Linked DNA regions of Hordeum vulgare: region 1 is linked to region 2. Evidence: chromatin contacts called from public Hi-C data. All regions are on one chromosome and are shown on one strand. Each heading gives the region's core, a stretch centred on a gene start, on an enhancer-like site or on the middle of the called end of the contact. The rest is flanking DNA. Distances are from core to core; before and after follow the strand shown. Region 1 holds the start of LOC123430369. Region 2 holds the start of LOC123426899 (galactose mutarotase-like).

The links. Hi-C and Micro-C count contacts between places; a contact is called where the count stands out from the background.
Region 1: a contact with region 2 is called in a Hi-C map of seedling, with 3 times the contacts expected there. The contact joins the promoter of LOC123430369 here to the promoter of LOC123426899 in region 2. A contact is called at or near these places in 2 of 6 Hi-C or Micro-C datasets (leaf and seedling).

What each region holds. Positions count from the first base shown.
Region 1 is chr2H:509,648,673-509,656,208 of MorexV3_pseudomolecules_assembly, reverse strand. LOC123430369 reads left to right here and starts at 4,301. Exons shown (of 3, transcript XM_045114234.1): 1 at 4,301-4,524; 2 at 5,219-5,281; 3 at 5,411-5,727. The coding sequence starts at 4,402. The coding sequence ends at 5,548. It overlaps LOC123430370 (pectinesterase-like), which reads left to right and starts at 1,650. Exons shown (of 2, transcript XM_045114235.1): 1 at 1,650-2,744; 2 at 2,922-3,879. The coding sequence starts at 1,751. The coding sequence ends at 3,616. It also overlaps the pseudogene LOC123430368.
Region 2 is chr2H:509,143,475-509,150,887 of MorexV3_pseudomolecules_assembly, reverse strand. LOC123426899 (galactose mutarotase-like) reads right to left here and starts at 4,957. Exons shown (of 7, transcript XM_045110805.1): 1 at 4,634-4,957; 2 at 3,723-3,768; 3 at 3,272-3,510; 4 at 3,136-3,185; 5 at 2,720-2,843; 6 at 2,509-2,616; 7 at 963-1,739. The coding sequence starts at 3,458. The coding sequence ends at 1,099.

The DNA.
Region 1 (7,536 bases), core at 3,052-5,551, 510 kb before region 2:
CATGATAGGTCTTCGTGCGCGTAGGAAAATTTTTGTTTCCCATGCGACGTTCCCCAACAGAAGAAGGCCCAGGTGGACCGGCCACTCTCTCTCACAGCGAAAACAGAACACACAGGGCCTTCTAAAGAGAAAAAAATAAGGCTGGACTTAAGGAAGATTGCCAGAGGCTAAAAGAAAAATAGTTTAGCAAATAAAAAATATATCCGGGCTTCTAAAATCGTGCCCCAATTTACAAAAACAAATTGGGCATTTTATAAGAGTAAAAATTAAATGCCTTTTAAAAACAAAAGACTCTGTTTTTGAAACAAAACAAAAGAAGAATATAAAATAAAAACCAGAGGGTTGCCCCATAAATAATAAGAATGTTTATAAAAGAGGAGGAACATTTTTATTGGGTCAAAACAAAAAGGTTTAAACTGCCACAAAATAAATGAAAGAAAGGGTTTGAAACCACGGTGCAACAACAGGGGTTTTGAGAAGAATCCTTGGTGCACCCAATCACACAACAATCACAATGCCACACTCACAAGTCACTCACATTTTCAATCACCAAAGGTGCAACACAAAACAACAAGATGAAATGATGTGGTGCCATGATGCACAAGAGAAGGGAGCAATCTCATTTCATATCAACCACAACATTTCAAGTTGGAAGGTGCCATACATGGAAAGGTTACATAAAAGAAAAGGGATACACTGGAGCTGTCACACACATGCAACGGCCATCATCGCTCCTCTCATCTAGCATTGGCCGGCAACAGGAGCGTTGCCCTCTTCGAAATTGCGGGCGATGAGCCTCGGATCAACGGTCTGGAGGATGTGTCCTTGACAAAGCAAGAGTCATTTCGTGTCGCCCTTGTCGATGCAGTACCCGACAATTGTTGGAATCGATTTGCTCTTGAGGAGGTGGATTTTTATAGCGTCTCATCTTTCGTCGGAGTTGATTTTTTTAATGATGTTCGAGTTGTATATGTATGGTACGTCTTTTCTTCTTCGATGAAGCTGTACCCCCTAGAGAGCCCACTCGTGTCTCTAGCGGCCCATAAAGAAATTTAGTATACAGTGTGCTATTGCTTGTGTTTCCGAGTGCGTACAAAGCGTTTTTTTTTGACTAAATTTGCATGACAGATTAACAATACCTATTTCTTTTTTTTCTTTTTTTTAATAAGGTATAGAGTACTCCCTCCGTTTCTAAATATAAGTCTTTTAAGAGATTTCACTAATGGTCTACATACGGAGCAATATGAGTGAATCTACATTCTAAAATATGTCTATATACATCCGTATGTAGTTCACTAGTAAAATCTGTAGAAAGACTTATATTTATGAACGGAGGGAGTATAGATATAGATATAGATATAGATAGATAATACGTATATGGCTTTAGCCTTCTTTGAATGAAAAAAAAAAACATCAGGTGCTTAAATCGACTGCATGTTGCATTTTTTTGTCGAGAAACAAGCATGACCTATTTTAGAAGACAATGACCAGTCAGCGGGCGAAGAAACAGATAAGAACTCTCCGAAGAATGTTGTCACCCCATTGACCAGGGCCAACGCGATCCGTAAATAGGCACTGCTCTTCTGTACGTCAAAACCGAACTACCACCTGCGGACAGGCCATGCCGCAAACAGCGCTGGAATCATTCACGCCCGTACCAAGAATTCGTTCGCCACGGCCATGCATGCATCCTTCCCTTATAAATTGTGCTTTCCCTTGAGTTCCTCAGCAACCTTTCTCGCCAGCCGAAATGGCAAATAACTTCCTCCTCGGGGGCCTGGGGGCAATCCTTGTCGTCGCGGTCGTGGTGGGCGTAGTCGCCACCGTGACCAGTTCCGGTAATAAGGCCGGCGACAACTTCACGGTCCCGGGTGAGGCCACCCTTGCCACCTCCGGCAAGTCGGTCAAGTCTCTGTGCGCGCCCACGCTGTACAAGGAGTCGTGCGAGAAGACCCTCACCTCGGCCTCCAATGGCACCGAGAACCCCAAGGACGTGTTCGCCACCGTCGCCAAGTCGGCGATGGAGTCGATCAAGTCGGCGGTGGAGCGGTCCCGCAGTATCGGGGAGGCCAAGTCGAGCGACCCCTTGACGGAGGGCGCGCGCCAGGACTGCAAGGAGCTCCTGGAGGACTCCGTGGACGACCTCAAGGGCATGGTCGAGATGGCCGGCGGCGACATCAAGGTGCTCCTTGGCCGCACTGACGACCTCGAGCACTGGATCACCGGCGTCATGACCTTTATCGACACCTGCGCCGATGGCTTCGCCGACGAGAAGCTCAAGGCGGACATGCAGGGCATCCTGCGCAACGCCACGGAGCTCAGCAGCAACGCGCTCGCCATCACCAACAGCCTCGGCGCCATCTTCAAGAAGCTCGACCTCGACGTGTTCAAGACCGACTCGCGCCGCCGCCTCTTGTCCGCGGAGGAGTCCAGGTACCCCGCGTGGATGAAGGCTCCAGAAAGGAAGCTGCTGGCCTCCGGTGGCTTGCCACAGCCGAACGCGGTGGTGGCCAAGGACGGCAGCGGCAAATTCAAGACCATCCAGGACGCCGTGAACTCCATGCCCAAGGGCCACCAAGGCCGGTACGTCATCTACGTCAAGGCTGGGGTCTACGAGGAGATCGTCATGGTCCCCAAGGACAAGGTGAACATATTCATGTACGGCGACGGGCCCAAGCAGAGCCGCGTCACCGGCAGCAAGAGCTTCGCCGACGGCATCACCACCATGAAGACCGCCACCTTCTGTGAGCCCTAGCTACTGTAGTATTTGGTGCAAGTTACTCCTTCCTATATATGCATGCATGCATGCATGCGTACGGTTTGGTTAGGTTAGGTTAGGTTAGGTTGCGGAGGGCATATATATATTGCAGGTAGTAGTAATTAACAAGGTACGTACGTATGTTGTGTGGTGCATGGTGCAGCCATTGAGGCGGCCGGGTTCATCTGCAAGAACATGGGGTTCCACAACACGGCGGGCGCGGAGAAACACCAGGCGGTGGCGCTGAGGGTGCAGGGCGACCTGTCGGCCTTCTTCAACTGCCGGTTTGACGCGTTCCAGGACACGCTGTACGTGCACGCCCGGCGGCAGTTCTTCCGCAACTGCGTCATCTCCGGCACCATCGACTTCATCTTCGGCAACTCGGCGGCCGTGTTCCAGAACTGCCTCATCATCACGCGGCGGCCCATGGACAACCAGCAGAACTCGGTGACCGCGCACGGGCGCACGGACCCCAACATGAAGTCCGGGCTGGTCATCCAGAACTGCCGCCTGGTGCCGGACCAGAAGCTCTTCGTGGACCGCTTCAAAATCCCGTCCTACCTGGGCAGGCCGTGGAAGGAGTTCTCGCGGCTGGTCATCATGGAGAGCCAGATCGCCGACTTCATCAAGCCCGAGGGGTACATGCCGTGGAACGGCGACTTCGGGCTCAAGACGCTCTACTACGCCGAGTACGGCAACCGCGGCCCCGGCGCCGGCACCAGCAAGAGGGTCACCTGGCCGGGCTTCCGAGTCATCGCCAGGCAGGAGGCCGAGCAGTTCACCGCAGGGCCCTTCATCGACGGCGCCACATGGCTCAAGTTCACCGGCACGCCAAACTACCTCGGCTTCAAGGTCTAATTAACCGCGCGCGCGTCCATCATTCCTCGTCGAACCGCATGCATGCATGCATGCATGCAACGCCTTCGCCCTGTACGTACATGAGATACCGATCGAGGTAACGTATTGTGTGTACGGAAAGTGTGATGACCGATACTTGCAAGATGAGCCAACCTCCCTTGTTCCGTTACCACCTTCATTTCCCTTCTCTTCTTTACTTTGGTAAATGATGATTAAGTGTATGTCGTGACATTGATTAACTGGAAATGTATCATTCGGATGTCCATTAACTGCGTTGCCACCACTATTTTATTTTACACTCATGTTTGCTGCACGTACATCTGAATTGAACTTCTTATTTTGGACTATGTACGTAGTAGTAGTACGTACGTGACAGCACCGAGACAGAAGGGACCGACCGAACCCCTCCAATAATCTTCACGTCCGCATTAGCTTGTGTTTAACCCGGGTCAAAACAAACTTCCAAAGCAAGCTAGCATTTACGCCTCACCAAATTATCATGCACTCCGGCCTGGCATTCAACCATCCCCAAATGTGTGACGCCTGGCCGGACGCGGCAGGGAGATTACAAACTGCAATGAACTGGAATTGATACAGGAGAGAGCCGCCCGATACGTGTCACTTGTGACGATGCACGTATGATCTCCTCCCCACCGTCTCACTCGCCTCCGGCCGCCTACAAAAGGACCCCCCATCCTCCCCCACTGTCCCTGCATTGTGTGCTCTCACTCCCTAGCTATCCCCTTTCCATCTTCTCCAAAACTTTTCCAAACGATCCGAAGAGGATGGGCTCAATCAAGAGGCAGGAGTACTCCTTCGACGACGATGACGACAATTTCTATGTCCAGGATGATGATGACCTTCTAGAGGCCCCGACCCTCAGCAGCGAGCAAATGGCGCGCGCCAGGGTATGTATTAAACCTATGCTCAATTTCAATACTCAGCTATATATGGTTCTTGAATCGTGTCGACTTTCGCGCGCTTTTTTGAAATCACGGTTTCGCGCGCTTTTCTCCGTTTGAATGTTTTGTAGTAATTGTCTGCATTTTTGTGTTATGATTGTAGTCATGGATCCATACAATTCTAGCAAAAGGAAATCATGAAGGTTACTCTTTTCTTAATTTTGTAGGCAGGTTACAATTGGTTTCATGGATTCACACTTGGATCTTGTTATTTTGCTCGTATGTTCATAGATACTGCTTGCGTTATCTAGTTTGTGTTATCCAGTCTAGCACTAATACATAGTATGCCTCATATATGGCGAAAATAGATCGGACATGAAGTTCTGAGTAGGATTTTGAGATGCATATGCCTCACCGGAGAATTTTGATCCGCGATTCAAAGCTTCAATCTGAATATATTAATTGAGTACTAACTAGAGCAGTTACATCAACTAAAAATATTAGGAATACATCATATAGACGTAAACTACACGGAAAAGCCAGATGAATATTTTTTACGGGTAAAAGCCAGATGATTTACCACTCACATATTTGGGGAGCAATTTTCTTACTACTACCGCCGCCGCACCTGTATGAATTAACTCGCGGTCTCAATTTCCTGGTGCAATTACAACAGTTTGACTTGTTTCACTGCATGCAGGAGGAAGCTCTGTACGTGCTGAAAACCAAGTCCCCTGAAGAGGCTTTCAAGATTTTCACCGAGGTAGAAGTAGTAGCACCGCTCATTTCTTTGTTCTACTTTAAATTACTCCCATGTTATCTTAGCACCACTCTATCTAGTAGTACAAGTAAAAAGCATTCACAAATTATGTTCAAAAAATATATGTTGTAGGGTTCCTTTTACAAAATTGACGTGCCACTATTGGGACCGGAGCAGGAGGGCAAGGCCCCGACCACCGCAACGCCTCCAACAGCCCCCTCCAACGGGAAGGAGCATCCCCAGACCACTATGGCTCCGGCTAGGAAGTGAGTCAGCATGAGCAATCCGGTCGCTTCAAGAAGTTATAGTAACTGCCCCCGTCGTAGTAGCGTCCTGCCCATCTGATCATGCTGAACCATGAATAATTGTGTGTTTGTTTGTTTGTGAGCCTAAGAGGGACCTGTATTCCTATTTCGTGATCCATCGAATGAACCAACCATTTCGTTTAATGCTCTAGATTTTGTTCGTTTAAATGCACGTCAACAACGAAACTGTATGTTTCTCATCTTCTGTCGTTGACGCGGTCTATTCATCGAATGATGGAATATTTCATGAAAAAATAGGTAGTTTCCTAAATATTTCACATTTGAAAGCTTGTGTATCAAAATTCAATCTTCAACCCACACTCTTCAATGACCGTGTCCATCAGGTGATGGAGAGTCTGAAATAATCCGGTGTTCGAAAAGAAAAGCCACACTATCTAAAAACAAGAAAAGACGCTAGCATTTCGCTCACCTCACGCTGCAGATAACCGAAAACGCAGTACCATCACCTATATATCCGAATGCAAAATACACACAACCCTCTTGCGTGTCCTTGCTCAAGTTCATGCTTAACAACGTGCCGTGACCGAGATTAACAAAAATATATCCGTAATTAATTTGCTTAAAGCTAGCGATCGACGTTATGTCCACATATATTTTGTCGCAAATGCCGAAAGCGTTTTCCGTTGTGAGCAGCGCACGCATCCGATGTTGTAGCCATGGCACCGTTTCATGCGTGCTGGGGTTTTGCCTTTGCGTCCTCACCCTCTGGAAACGTACGTACATGCACGCAGGTGGGTCGCCGTGTCACCTCACCTGATCCGCGCGTGAGCCTCGTGGCCGAGGCTGTGGCGTGTGCCGCGTCACTATGGCTTCCTCCCGCTTTCGGTTCTTGGCCGCTCGCGCACACTGGCTGCGCGGTGCCAAATCTGTGACAGCAATGCGGGTCGTCGCGTTCTGTGACCCGGAGTGTAGCGTAACGTGATCCCCAGAGTCAACTTTTTGCCTACACAAGTTAGTTGGGCCCGTTCATTGCTTTTTAGCAAATACACGATGGCCTGGCCCAAACCTAACGCAACATGCACGCCTAATTTTTATTTATTTTTTCTCGATGGGAATGGAGCCGACCGGATAAAGTTAGAAGTTAGAAGGAGAACTTGAGGAGCATGTCGTGCTTGTACACCTGGCCGGGCCTCACCGTCACCGACGGGAACTCGGGGTGGTTCACGGCGTCCGGATACGCCTGCGTCTCAAGGCAAAACCCGCCGTATTGCCGGTACACGACACCGCCCTTCCCTTTGGTGCCGTTCAGCCCGTTGCCGGTGTAGAGCTGCATGGCCGGCTGGTTGGCCCAGAGCTGCAGCGCGCGCCCGGAGGCGCCGTCCCGGACCGCCGCCACCTTCCGCATGCCGTCCCCGTCGATCACGTAGTTGATGTCGTACCCGCGGACGCCCTTGCCGCCCATGACCTGCCGGATGCGCGCGCCGATGGGCGTCGGCGTCCGGAAGTCGTAGCTGGTGCCGGCCACGGGGTCGACGCGGCCCGACGACGGGAGGAGCTCCTCGTCCATCGGGGTGTACCGGGACGCCGAGAGCTGGAGCGTCCGTCGCGTTCGTGAGGATGCTCAGCGCGTACGGGCTCGACACCTGGTACGTCGCGTACACGTCCAGGTCTCCGGGGAATCCTGATTCGTACGTACGTAATTGGTTGCAAGCATGCATGCATGATTGATCAACGACATGGCAACTTTTTGAATGGTATAAAGAATTGTTGGGTCGTATCGTTTTGTTTACCTTGCTCCCCGTCGAAGCTGCGGTAGTACAGCGTGATATACGGGGAGTCGCCGCCGGCGACGTACTCCTTCACCGTCCATATGACTTTGCTGAAACCCCTGTGGCCGCCTGTAACAACAGAAAATTGATCACCGCGTGTTATGGCGGGTAGCTCTTTGACAAAATCGAACAATATGCATACCATGGATGGCGTTCCTGCCGT
Region 2 (7,413 bases), core at 3,708-6,207:
CGAAACCACATATATAGCCCAAGGAACCCCGGGTTCTCGAGAAGTTTGTAGGCAAAATTGAGCGATGAGACATTTTTCCAAGCAAATCTGTTTTAAGGGGAACCATATACTATTTTTTAGAGAATGCAATTTGCGAGACCTCTTAAAGATGCTGTGAGTAATCAAGTCGTGAGACACATGGCATCCATTTACGTTGATGATGTCATCATCCTCCCACTCCGTTTTTATCGTCTTATAAGTTCAATGAACCATCATTAGTACCAATACACTAATCATAGCAATGATGCACTGATCGGTGACCGTTGTAATTGGGCACTGCTATGGTTAGATCATAGCAATGCCCAACTACAACAGCCATGATCGCAGTTGGGCACTGCTATGACCAGATCACAACAATGCCTAACTGCATTTGACATAATCAGGACAATGGACATAGCCATAATACACTGAGAACTACTTTCTTCGTACCTAAATAATTATAGTTGGTTAGAACTAGAGTCCTATCCAACTATAATTATTTAGGTACAAAGAAAATACTACATTTATCATCTTCATGCAGTTGTGCGCATTGGATGCGCATTGGATTACAATTTGTGCTTGTTTCGTAGTGGGCCAAGTGCGACGCCCAACAAGGCAACGGCAATGGCAGACCGAGTAAGCAGGCGCTGGCCTGCCCAACGCTGGGGCCTCCATGATGCCTCCACAGGGCGTGCAATGTCCGCAGTATTTGGCATCAACCCACGAGCAAACCAGTACACTATCGCCCTCTCAACCAAAAAGAAAGAGTAGTTACTGGTTTACACGTCAAAGACAGAAGAAAGAGGAGGCACTGGATGGGAATGGGATTAACAAGTTGATCAGTCATAGATCGTTTGAAGACACCTGCACAAGAGACTGACTGAAGTTTCTACCATATGAATATGCACGACCATAAGTTGCCAAAAGCATTCGGCACAATACTCTAGTTGAAGCGGCATTTTATTACGCGGTCAAATGACAGCAACCTCATGTCCCAATGCCACATCTTATTACACAAGCTACCAACATGTTACAGCACAGTCCACAAGAAAACGACGGATGATCAGCCACTACGACGTCTCATGCGTCGTAGGTAGCCTGGTAGGAGAACCTGAAGACCATGTCGTGCTTGTACACCTGGCCGGGCCTCACGATGGACGACGGGAAGTTGGGGTGGTTGACGGCGTCAGGGTAGGCCTGCGTCTCCAGGCACAGCGCGCCGTACTGCCCGTACACCTTCCCGGCCTTCCCCTTCTCGTTGATGAGCCAGCTGGCGGTGTAGAACTGCACCCCGGGCTGGTTCGCCCACAGCTCCAACGCCCGCCCGGACTTGGGCTCCCGGACGCGCGCCACCGGCCGCATCGCGTTCTGCTGCCCGTCCACGGCGTAGTTCATGTCGTACCCGCCGCCGCCGCCTGGGACGATCTTCATGTTCGTGCCCACGGGGATCCGCCTGCCGAAGTCGTACATCGTGCCGGCCACGGGCGCGACCTCGCCCGTCGGTATCATGGACCCGTCGACGGGGGTGTAGTGTGAGGCGAACATCTGGAGCTCGTGCTTGAGGATGTCGCCGCTGCCGTGGCCGGCGAGGTTCCAGTACGCGTGGTTTGCGAGGTTCACCGGCGTCGCCTTGTTCCTCGCGGTTACGTTCATGCGGATGCTCAGGTCGTACTGGCGGGAGAGCTGGTACTTCACGTACACGTCGAGGGCGCCTGGGAATCCTGCATTGCCCAAACATGGTTGTCAGTAAAAACAAGTGCAAATCAACACTACAGTATAGTTGCGACTCAGCGTATGCTCCTGAGGAGGAGATGTCAGCACAACATGCGCCAACCTCGAGCTTTAGCCCAATCAGACATGTGTGGGTGTATCCTAGCCGATTTGCGCCCGTGCATGTGCCTAGTTCAGGTCGATCACCGAACCGATCTGTTAATAATTGTGTCTTACTGTGAAGTTCATGAGTATACTTATTTAGGTACAGAGGAAGCATGTGTTAATTTATATGCTTCACTTTAATTTTGTTTCGCTAATTTTGTCAATGGTTTTACAGTGTAATTAATTCCGTTATTTTTTTTAAAATGCTTAAACACACGAAGAGCACTCTTATAACTAACAATGCTCCTGTAGCAAAGAACGCACAGAGGCAACGATACAACCAAGAAAACAAAATTTGATATATTCTGGGATATGAAGATCAACTGGGACATGTTAATGTTCTGTGGGAAAATTCTGAATGTATAAGCTTATGTTCAAGTTTCTGTGCTGCATACACAACCCAAACGCTTTTAGCCAGGAGCCGCTTGGGAATAGGGCCCCCTTATCAGTAGAGGGTGTTCACTATGAGATGCCTAAACCATATGGGATGCGTTTTTCAGCGCATTTGGGAGGCCTTTTCAAACTTGACTTCTTGGATCCACCGAATTCTATACCATGGTGTCATACGACTAATCAACGAGCCAAAAGTTGGCAATTTTACTTAGTTTTAGTTACCTTGTTCTCCGTCCAAGCTGTGGTAGTAGAAGGTGATGTATGGGGAGTCACCATGGCTCACATGGTCCTTCACCGTCCAAATGACCTTGCCGAACCCCTTGGGGCCTCCTAAACAAGCAACAAGAAGATGATGGGATCAAATTTATCAATCTTACCATATCATTATGCATTGGATTTACAAAAATACATTGAAGTGAAGTATCAAGCATACCGTGAATCGTGTTGTTTCCATCGTTACGGAGGAGGTGATAGGTTTTCCCATCAAGAACAAAGCGGGCATTGGCGATTCTGTTGGCTACACGCCCAACCGTCGCTCCGAATGAAGCAGAGCCACGCTGATGAAGAGACCAGCACACAAACACACAGCGATTTTGAATTTAGGTGTGTTTGACCTTTGAATCATTCATGTAACATAGATACATAATTAAAGCTGCATTGCATATTTCAACATATATTACGGCCAGGAGCAACTTTCCACCTACTTTTTCGCCTCCGTAATACTTTTTTTCTCATGAAGCAGCGTGTGCGTTTGTGTGTGTTCCATACCATCATCCAATAAACAGAGAAGCAGAAAGAGTAGAACAATGTGTACTCAAACAGTGAAAACGGAGGAACTCGTGATCTTACCATATATTCAGCAGCAGTGTCATACCCAAGGACAACATCAGCCAAGTGCCCTACATAAAAGAAAGGTTTCACCTCTTGAGCAACAAGACGCAAACATGCATACAGGCCCTTGGAAGCAAGAGAAAGGTAACCATACCTTTGCTATCAGGCACAATGGCAGAGACGAGGGCAGCGCCCCAGTTGGTGACCTTGATGGAGAAATCCCCCTTCTTGTTCTTGAGTTCATAGAATCCGACCGCTGACTTCCGTGCAGCATTGGCGCTGCCAGCCAGTGCAAGGCACAGCAGCAACGCAACAGGAAGAAGTGCAGCTCTGGCCATCATTGGCTTGTCGCACGGGGACGTTGCACAGCACTACTAATAGCAGAGTGGTTTACTGGTTTGCACGTTGCAAAGGGCAGAGAAGAGGTCTGGTTAGTTGGCTACTCGAGCATGCATGAAAATGCTGGCCAAGTAGATCAATTGAGATTGCTAGCACAACATCATAAAGAATAATTACAACTAAATAATTCAGACATCAGCACATGTGCTCACACGTTAGGCTGTCAGAGAATGTTGTATTCATGGCTCTGTGTAGTAGTGTAGTACCCGTGGTTGCAGCTGATGACAGTGACAGCGTCTCAAACGATTTAACCTATTTCTGGTACAACAATCCAAAAAAAGGTTGTCCCCGCTATAAAATCTGGCAGTAATCTCGAAATGGTGAGAATTCAGCTCAGGTCGGATTTAACAGCGTCGTTTGTAAGGATGCGAGTAGTAATGCATAGGCGTTTAAAATCTCTGCTGGGGCAAAAGCTGCATTGTTCTAACTTCTAATTAAGCTGCAGCAGTTTTTGCTCCGCATTATTCTTAAAAATATAAAGCAAAACTCTGAAAGCTCATGACAACTTGGCAAGTCATAATTGCAGAAAAGGAGAAAAGGTTCTTTTATCATGTAAGGATCGGATTCAAGAAGAAGAAGCAGGAGATACCGAACAGAAGATTGACAAAGATGTGATGTAAGGTGCAAGAATGCAGATCCCGACTCCTGACTGACGAACGTCACGAACCAGCCAACCAGGCATGCTCCTGACAGGCAGGTAATGTACGTTCCTCTCATCGAGAAACTTGAGAGGTAACTCGCCTTCGAGTTCTACATATTTTCTTCATTTCTCTACATATGGAACAATCAACAATGTACTGTAGAGATCTGTTTTGCAGGGATGAATCGTTGCACACCGCAAGAACTTGCTTCGTCAGAGGGTCAGGGAGACGAGAAAATTCCCACAACAGTAAGGCCAGGGAGGCAGAAACCCGACGAAGAGCACTCGATCCACACACCCACAATTCCTCCCCCCACAGCCATTAGCCAGGAACTAAACTAACAACTCCTCTCCTGCCCCTGCTAATTACCAAGCCCCTCTGGCCTCAACCACACCAACCTCTACCACAAAAGGGAATGCCAATATGCCATGCCGGAGAGGGAAAGGGGGGGGGGGGGGGGAATAGGAGGAGCTTACCGGCAACAAGACGCAGAGCGGAGTGCAGGGGAGGGCGCCGGCGGTGCGCTCGATGGGCGCGGCCGTTCGTCGCCGGGTTGGGGGGTGGGGGGTGGGGGGGGGGGAATAGGAGGAGCTTACCGGCAACAAGACGCAGAGCGGAGTGCAGGGGAGGGCGCCGGCGGTGCGCTCGATGGGCGCGGCCGTTCGTCGCCGGGTTGCGCGATGGGGAGTGGAGCGCGCACTGTTTGTTTTGTTTCTTGATGATGATGAGGGGAGTGTAGTGTAGTGCGCTTGATCGGGATCTGGAATTCTGGATGTTTTCCGCACGTTGCTGGATGGCCTATTGGCCTTGCTGGATTATATAGCGATAACAATCGGGGTGTTGGGAGGGTAATGGGCCGTGAGATAACCACTCAAACCCGAACTGAACGCGGATATTGGTACTGCTCCAGGGCCCGTGTTCCCGGCCGTTTCCTGGAAAACCGTAGACCGTTGCTGCTGTGCTGAACGGCCGCGCGGCATGCAGATAGTCGCTCTTACGTTGATATCGAGAAAATTATTTTCTTAACGAGGAGCAAGCAGTGCACATCACTATGAACATACATTACGTATATACACATATTTTATTTTTATACGAGCACTTTCAAAAGACCGAGTTAAAATAAATCCAACAATAATATGAGGAAAACTTAGACTTTGGTGGACCAGGAATACCATTATACCTACAACCATCCAACCATTCACGGGAGTAAATTAATTGAATGCTAATATTAAGTAGGATATTAATTAAGATTTTTTTTATCAACAAGATTTTATTCCTTAAATAATAGTCAAATCATTTACTACAATGGAGTGGGAAATAAGAATATTAATTACGTGTTAATTACATGGACAATGTAGATGTTGATATTTTGTATAATATTAACTAAATGCTAAACATGTTGAGTGCTTATTATAGAAGCAATACACATAGTTGGATTGAAATGGTTGGATGATATATTCGCTTTTTTAGGCAACTTGACGAAACTTTATTAAACCGTCACAATGTTTACAAGGACGAAAGAAAGGTCTCCCGGTTGGCCTAACCACACATGGCGGCCATCACCGAGAGAGAGCATGTTTCGCTAGGTTGTAAGCTTCCTCATTGGAGCTCCTAAACTCATGAACAAAATTACAAAACTGAAAATTCAAAGAATGATCTTTAATTTCATGTAACACTGCTCCGTAAACAACAGAGCTTCCTTTCCGAAGATCGTCAACCACGAGCTTGCAGTCTGAAGCAACGTTGTACATATAGGTCGTCTGAGAGCGCCAAGGCTTCTCTCATCCCCATTGCTTCTAAAGTTGGAGGATCTGTGATATACTTGAACGACCGAGCCGACGCACCCAGGAAGTTGCCTTCGCGATCCCGACACAGAGCAGCAATAGATCCAAACCTGCCCCTAGTCGACACCGCAGCGTCAACATTGAGTTTAGCGCACCGCTCCTACCGGGGCAACCATTGAGAGGGTTTAGGAGCAGTATGGGCCACCGGCGTCGGAGGCTTGTTGTGGCTGACCTCCAGTTCCGACAAAAAACAAGTTATGAATCCATGCGTCACGTGTGAAGACTAGAATTTGTTCTCACATATTAACTTTTGTCTAGCACCCCAAATTGCCGAGGTGGTAACCACCAAGCAGACAAAGTCATCAGCCTTAAGAATTTTATGTAGAGCAAAGAGCCACTCCTTCGGGTCATCTTGTTGATTTTCACTAATTTTCTCGACCAATTCCTCAGGCGCTAGGGCCCATATACTCCTTCACATGGTGCAGGTGAGAAGGGCTTGTCTCCAACTATCTCTCGCTTTGCAGACCTGCATTGAGAACCAATATATTTTGAACTCTCAAACGGACAACACAGCCGCACAAGTTGACACTCCTAAAGAAAACATTCCAGATGTTGCGATCGATCTGGGAGCCATTGTCGGGACGTCACAAATGGATGAGCCGATTTTAATGGACAACCAGCAAAGATTATAAGTCCCTCAGTTGCTCCTCATGTTCATCCACCAAGTCCGGCTCGAGATCCTAGTCCGGCGACTCATGTGGATGATCCTATTACACCAGCTGACCAAAAAACTCCAGATGTTGTTTTTATAAAGGAACAATTTCACGTTCCTGTTGCTTCCACCTCTCTTGCTAAGATTGTGGCTAAGGAAGAAATAGTGAATTTGGAAAGTAGGAAAGGCCAATTGGAGGTCCCGAATATGTCTCTGTTGAGTATTGAAGAGATCCACGAGCAATACTTCACCCGGCTATTTGAAAACCAGGAAACTGAAGCCAATAAGATTCATGCACTCAAGGAGAAATACGAGGTAGAAACTCCTACTTGCCTGTTTCCAATATCAATTTCAGTCTTTGTGTGTAACATCCCAAAATTATATATTTTGGAATGTTATAACATATAAATAATTTGGATTTTTTTGTTTGAATGATGTGTGATTGATTGTTTGAAATTGAGCGAGATTTGAAACTTTTGAATGAGAGGGAATAAAATGACTTTCCCAAAATTTTCTATTTTGAATCCCTTTCAATTTTGAGTTTGAATATTTTCAAAACCCTGTGATAAAAAAATCAAATGAGAGGAGGAAAACTGACACTCCAAAATCTGGGACAATGTCTTGATTCAAATTTTAAGTATTTGCAATTTATTTGAAAATGCAATTCCTTTTCATTTTAAAGTTATTGCAAAAAAATATTTTTTTAAAAATAATTTTATTTTGTCTTGAAAATATGTTCATGTTGTAGAAAATTTTATTC